Linked DNA regions of Canis lupus: region 2 is linked to region 1. Evidence: chromatin contacts called from public Hi-C data. All regions are on one chromosome and are shown on one strand. Each heading gives the region's core, a stretch centred on a gene start, on an enhancer-like site or on the middle of the called end of the contact. The rest is flanking DNA. Distances are from core to core; before and after follow the strand shown. Region 1 overlaps SMYD2 (N-lysine methyltransferase SMYD2). Region 2 has its middle 19 kb from the start of CENPF.

Region 1 (3,143 bases), core at 614-3,113:
TGTGTAGTATTGATTTCATCTTCTTGTTTCACTAGTGTGGTCAGGAGCTGGATGTGGTGGTGGAAGAGTTTTATGGTCTAAAGCTGGGAAGAAGAGTTCCTTGAAGGCCCTCGTTGGTTGGGTGTCGTCCTCCAGGCAAACACGATGCCAAGGGCTTGCTTACGTTATGGTACCTAATCCTCACGGGGACACCCAAGGACGCAGATGGGAACAGACTCTTAGGGTAGCAAGCAATTTACCCGAGGGACAGAGCTCACTAGGATTTGACTACTGTGATCCATATTCTTAACCACTACCTGATAGCGCTTTCTTAGCTTGAAAACGCATCACATTCACATTAGGGGAAGAACTAAAAGCGGTGAAGGAAATTGTACAATGGCACATTTTTTTCCGCAGCCATAAAAAAAGAAAAAAAAAAAAAAAAAAGAACTGTCCCCTCGTGGGGACTCCTTCCTTAGAAATGCTTCAACTAAAGTGCTGAGCTTGGGTGAAAGTTTAAATTTAACCAGGAGGTTGAAGATTTGTAATCCTAAACGTGTTTACAGCCGAATCAAGGGGTCTGTTCCCCGTGGCTAGAATTTTTCAATTGTGTTTAAGATAGTTGAGGTCTTCAATTTTTCCTGAAGTTTGTTTAAGAAAAATATGCTTCTTGAAGAAAAAAAAATTCCCTTTCACTTTTGCTTAGATTTCTGTAATGTACTTTTTCAGAGGGTGTGAGGGTAGGGGCAGAGTGGATGAAATAGCTCCTTGAACCCAGCCTTGGGACGTGTCCAAGTCCGGAGGCCTGAGCCTGTCCTTTCCTTGACACCAGAGCACCCCCTAGTGAGCTGCTGGAGATCTGTGAGCTCAGCCAGGAGAAGATGGGCTCCGTGTTTGAGGACAGCAACGTGTACATGTTGCACATGATGTACCAGGCCATGGGTGTCTGCTTGTACATGCAGGACTGGGAAGGAGCCCTGCGATACGGACAGAAAATCATTAAGCCCTACAGGTGATTGCCATGGCTGTTCTCGTCCTCTTAGCAGGGAATGGCATTTGGTGATCTGGAATGCTGTTTTCTGTTTTCTGGGCGTCCTGTGTCGGAACATGCCTAGAACAGCTTTCTCTTCCTGCACCCACACCTGGAGGTACAGGTGCAGGGTGCTGCTCCATTGGGCCCGGCCTGTGCACTCCGCCAAGACACACACCTGTGGAGGCTTGTTGAGGTTAGGAAGGGGGTGCTGGGGCAAGAGCCCTGCCAGGACCTGTCCAGGGTGCTGTATCCAAAGTAGTTAATTCACATCAGTCTTAAAAAGGCCACCAGCTTGTGACTTTCCCCTCCCCTGCCTTCCCAGTTACACACACTGATTAATTGCTGAGTGGTGGTCTCCCATCCCTGCTCTTCCATCGTTACTCCGGCCATCCTCTCATTGTGCTTTTTGAAAATTGCAGCCCAGTTTGCAAACGGGGACAGGCTAGGACCATTGAGCTGGCTCTGGTTATCCATTAACAGTCCCCCTCCCCCGCTTCTGAATAAAGCAAGTTGGATTTTAACTTAACAGTAATAATGAATACCAGCCCCGGGGAAGTTTCCTGTCGAGAGGGTTTTTAAACCTTAAAGTGTGACAGATGGAGGTTGTGGCAGTGTCCTCTGGCTCTGATTAGCCATTTCAGGGCTGGGATGGCCTAGATCTTATCAGTGGGGCGCCTGTTAAACACATTCACATTGTGTATTTGCAGGATTTCCCCAAGACCAAGTAGCTCAGAATTTCTGGGCACTAGAGCTGAGAGCCCTGTGCCCCAGAAGCACCCCAGTGTCTCTCATGGATTTGAGAAGCCCTAAGTACTCCCTCACTGTCTAAGGTTGGGGACTGTAAAGTCTGTGTCCAGTCAGGATTTCCAGAGCCTTCCATTTACCCTGCGCTGCCTGGATTAGCCATCAGGGGGAGTTCGAGGGAAGACAGCTCCTAAAATCTGCTCTTGGAAAAAATTTGCTGCATCATTGAGGATCTCAAGGCCTATCTTCTTCCTGGGGTGGGTGAGAAAGTCCTCTGGCCTTAGGCACACTGCCCTCTGTGAGATCTGGAGGGAGGGGATGGGAGAGAGAGAAAGAATGGGAAAGAATGAGATCATCTTAGCTTTGTGGTCGCTCTCCCAGCAGCAGGGCCTTGCCTTACTGGTCCCTTCCTTAGCTTGAGCCCCTCCTGGAGGCCAGCGCTGGGCCCTCTGTGGGGCCACTGGCTCCAGGGCTTCCTCCAAGCAGCATGATGCCGTCTGCCCAGGAAGACAGCCAGGATGTGTCTCTCTTGGATGGATTTTGAGGGTAGAGAGGTACAGACCCGTCTGTGAATCAACACCTACACATGCATTTCTCTCCCGCCACCCCCTCTTACCCATAAGCTGCCTCCTGGTCTCTTTCCCTGGCAGGCTGTTAGCCTTCAATGGAAACCAGAGAGAACACCTACTGTATAGAAAGCCCTCTACTGGACACCGGAGAAAGCTTATCTAGAAGTAAAGTAGGTGTTCTCCTGACTTCAGAGACCTAGCTTTGCTAGATAGCTTTGCTAAACCAGCTGGTACCATATTCTGTGACAGAGAGCGGGGGTCCTAAGACACATGGGTATGTGTGTATTTTTAGGGGTAATGCCTTTTTAACATGAGGGGTTAGGCCTAGTGTGTTCATAGAAAGGGGATTCATTTTAAAAGGTGTTTTCTCAGAGCCCTGCGTTGGGTGCACCTAAAACAACAATCTGGGACTGGGATCGAATGTCGTGTTTATACATGTTTTTCTGTGGGATTTCTCCTGCAGTTTTTCTGTAGCTTTTCAGAAACACACCAACTGTGTGAAAGGAAGTGCCTCTGCGGTGCTTAGACAGGGGCAGACCATCCATGCTGTCCATCCAGCACCTGCCGGGGCTTGGAGCAGGCTGCTCGGGAGCCTTTGACACGTGGCCTGTTATGTTCTCTCTTCTTCCAGCAAGCACTACCCTCTGTACTCCCTCAACGTGGCCTCCATGTGGCTGAAGCTGGGGAGGCTGTATATGGGCCTGGAAGACAAAGCTGCTGGAGAGAGAGCCCTGAAGAAGGTGCGTCTGCAGCGCGGGGCTGGGGGTCCTGCCCTCCCGCTTGAAAGGGCTGAGTGACTCCAGTCACTCCTAGAGGAC
Region 2 (3,165 bases), core at 602-3,101, 210 kb after region 1:
CATGTCCTTGTTGGAAACATAGCTTTCATTCTTTAAGACTGCTTTCAAGTTCTAATATCAGAGAACTTCTGCAAAAACCAGATATGGGCTTGATGTGCAGTGGATTGAGAAGTTGAAATACCATAATGCTTGCATACAAAAGCAGTGAAAAGTCAATTATGTTCTTTCTCTGTGGGTACAGTAAATAATGATAAACCAGGCAGGAAAATCATAAAGTTCCTTTTTTTCTTTCTTTTTTTTTTTTTTTTTTTTTTTTTTTAAGGAAAAGAAAGAGTATAGCTAGGGAAAAAAAAGAGAAGGACTTTGTCTCTGGTTGACCAGCTAGCCCAGAGATTCTATCAGAGACAGTAAAAATTGCAGCAACTTAAAAAAAAAAAAAAAAAATTGCAGCAACTTAATGATGGCTTACAAGATGGAGAGTGCCACTGGTTTGAGGTCCTTTGTTGGGTATTTTTGGAGGACCTGGAGTGGGCCTGCAAGGAGGTAATGTTTGAGGTAAAAAGAAGTGAGGGGCAAGATTCCAGTCAGAATCTGACAGGGGTACAAAGGTCAGAATGAGTACAGTGATGTGATGGGAATAGACTCTGAGGAACATTGTCTGTCCTACCCAAGGGAGGGGCTGCCCCACAGGAGAAGGATATAAGCCTCCTTTTCTCTGAAGAAGGGTCAGGGACAGGCAGTGTGACTGAGTAGTGGCCTGTGCTGTTTCTTTCTGGCAGAAAGCCTTCATTAAGAGTTTCTCAACTGCCAAGGAAATTAGGCCCCCGTTCAGCCAAGTTAAAATTCAACCCTTCACCTCCAGCCCCACTCCTTCCAGATCCTTTAAAATTGACCATAAGACCTTTAAAATTGCTGGAATAATGGGGCAGAGAAGAAAAGATTAATGGTTTTCCCTAAGCAATTAATTTGGGCCTGCTATTTGAATAACTAATGTTCTAGTATCCTCTTATTTTGCTTTCCACTTAAAATTCAAAGCAGACTCATAACTACTCCATATGAGAACAAGTTCTGGAGTTTCCTGTCACCTATATAGATAAATTATATAGTTATACACACACACATACACACTCCAGAGTTACAATTTATCTCCCTCCTTCAGTTTCTTTTTTTTTTTCTTAAAGATTTTATTTATTTATTCATGAGAGACACAGAGAGAGAGAGAGAGAGAGGGAGAGGGAGGCAGAGACACAGGCAGACAGAGGGAGAAGCAGGCTCCATCCAGGGAGCATGACGTGGGACTCGATCAGGGGTCTCCAAGGTCAGGCCCCGGGCTGAAGGCAGCGCTAAACCGCTGAGCCACCTGGGCTGCCCCCTCCTTCAGTTTCTAATACATTCTGACCTGGTGCCCTTCACCTTTTAAGTGGTGAAGACAGTAAAGGAAATCTTAGCATTTGACATTCAGCGCATCATAAACATACAGCTATACATGCAAGTTGTGTAGGAAAGCACAGAATTATCATACTACTTGAAAAAAAAAATTAGCCATTTCCTCCAAGAAGAAAAAAACGTTTGGCCCAAGAATTTTGTATTCTTCTTCTTTTCTTTTTCTCTTAATTCCTGAAACCTACCATGAAGATCCCAGGGAATGAATAGAGTTTCCAAGTTTGCTTCTTGGTTATTCTGAAACACTCCTTTTTGGGATATACACAGATGTGTGGATCTTTATTAGATATGGTCTTTGCCCAAATGCCTAACTCAGTCTGTTTTCTTGCTATTATCTTCAAGTGAAATCCAAATCTCTAGGAGGAACTTAAAAAAAAAAAAAAAATAACACCTGGTCTGGCACCCAGAACCTTAAGGGCCAAAAGCCAGAGCAGATTCTCCAGCTATAAGAATCAAACCATTCATCGTCTGGCCTTCGGGTCTGCCAGCCAAGAGGGAACAGGAAGCTTGCTGTGAGTCCAAGACTGTGGAATGCAAAACCCCAAGCAGTTACTTGCTGTGGTTTTAAGCTTTGTCCTGAAAGTTAAGAACAATGTGAGTGCTCTTCTAAATAACATTGTAGTCAATAAATACCCAACTAGCACCTAAAGTCTTTGAACCTATTCTAGAAGTCACTCTTTACATGATATTTCAACACCGTATTAGTCTTTAAAGCAAATTTAATATGGGTACTCGTGTACCAAGTACCCAGACTGCCTGCCTGATTAGGTTGCTATTTAAGACCTAGCAGATCAAATGCCCTCCCTAAAAATCCTTAGTAGGCATTTTAATGCCTTATGGAAACCTCAGCTAGCTATTGGACAACCTTTCTCATGGGTCATCCTTGAGTTATAGTTTACAGATTTGTATGGGGTGAGAGGGCTGTTTGAGCAGGATCTGAGTTTGTCGTGGTTCACATATATGTGCATTTAGACTCTATGTTCGCTGGCAATCCAATTTAATAGCTCATTTCCAAATCCTTTCTTGGAAAAGGAATTCAGATTACATAATCATGAAAAACAAACCTGTTGCCACCCAGCATGAGCTAACATGTTATAGTACTTTATGGCCTCAGGTTAGTAAGCCAGCACCCGGTTTCTTGCACCAAGGAGAACACTGGGAAAGTGAAGATCTGCCAGTTTTGTTAAAGTAATGCCACTTAGTGGTAATGACATAGGCGATTCACCTTTCTAGTTAGATCACACTACCTTAGGACTGCATGATCATTAGCACCTCAGAAGCCGATTAAAGCAATTCTTTAGATTAGCTCGTCTTAGTAGGAAGACCACCTTGGGTGTTCCTAGTCATCCTCAAGATTCCCATCAAATGCATCCTCCGCAGCACAGCCTTCCCTGACACAAATGAAGTCATGAGCTCTGATCCTGTGTAGCCATCCACAAGCATAAATTGTCTATCAAATTCAACCAAAGAATTGGGGTGTTCTGGGTTTCTAAATACTTTCATTCAGATGGGCTTGGGAGATAAAAGCCTTTCAACTCAATTTAATACTATATTTCCTGGCTTAAGAGCCATACACAGATAACCTTGTGATTAATACACCTTATAAACTTAGTATTGAGTGTAAAAATCACCTTCATTCTTCCTGTAGAAATTAAAGATGATTAGGTGACAACCTATTCAGAATAGTGGGTGTCAATAATTATCTTTTTTTAAAAAAGGCTTTATTGGTTTATTTGAGAGAGAGAGAGAGAGAACATGAGTGGGGTGAGGAGGGGCAGAGAG

Evidence for each region. Hi-C and Micro-C count contacts between places; a contact is called where the count stands out from the background.
Region 2: a contact with region 1 is called in a Hi-C map of skin fibroblasts, with 2.2 times the contacts expected there. The contact joins two enhancer-like sites. A contact is called at or near these places in 2 of 9 Hi-C or Micro-C datasets (amygdala and skin fibroblasts).

What each region holds. Positions count from the first base shown.
Region 1 is chr7:12,187,703-12,190,845 of UU_Cfam_GSD_1.0, forward strand. It overlaps SMYD2 (N-lysine methyltransferase SMYD2), which reads left to right. Exons shown (of 12, transcript XM_038542134.1): 10 at 817-991; 11 at 2,957-3,065. Among named protein-coding and RNA genes, the nearest start is that of SMYD2, 45 kb to the left of the region's middle. Within about 2 kb of position 1,864, at least 4 of the 20 cell types and tissues checked have an H3K27ac peak or open chromatin away from gene starts, as enhancers often do.
Region 2 is chr7:12,400,175-12,403,339 of UU_Cfam_GSD_1.0, forward strand. No RefSeq gene overlaps it. Among named protein-coding and RNA genes, the nearest start is that of CENPF, 19 kb to the right of the region's middle. Within about 2 kb of position 1,852, at least 2 of the 20 cell types and tissues checked have an H3K27ac peak or open chromatin away from gene starts, as enhancers often do.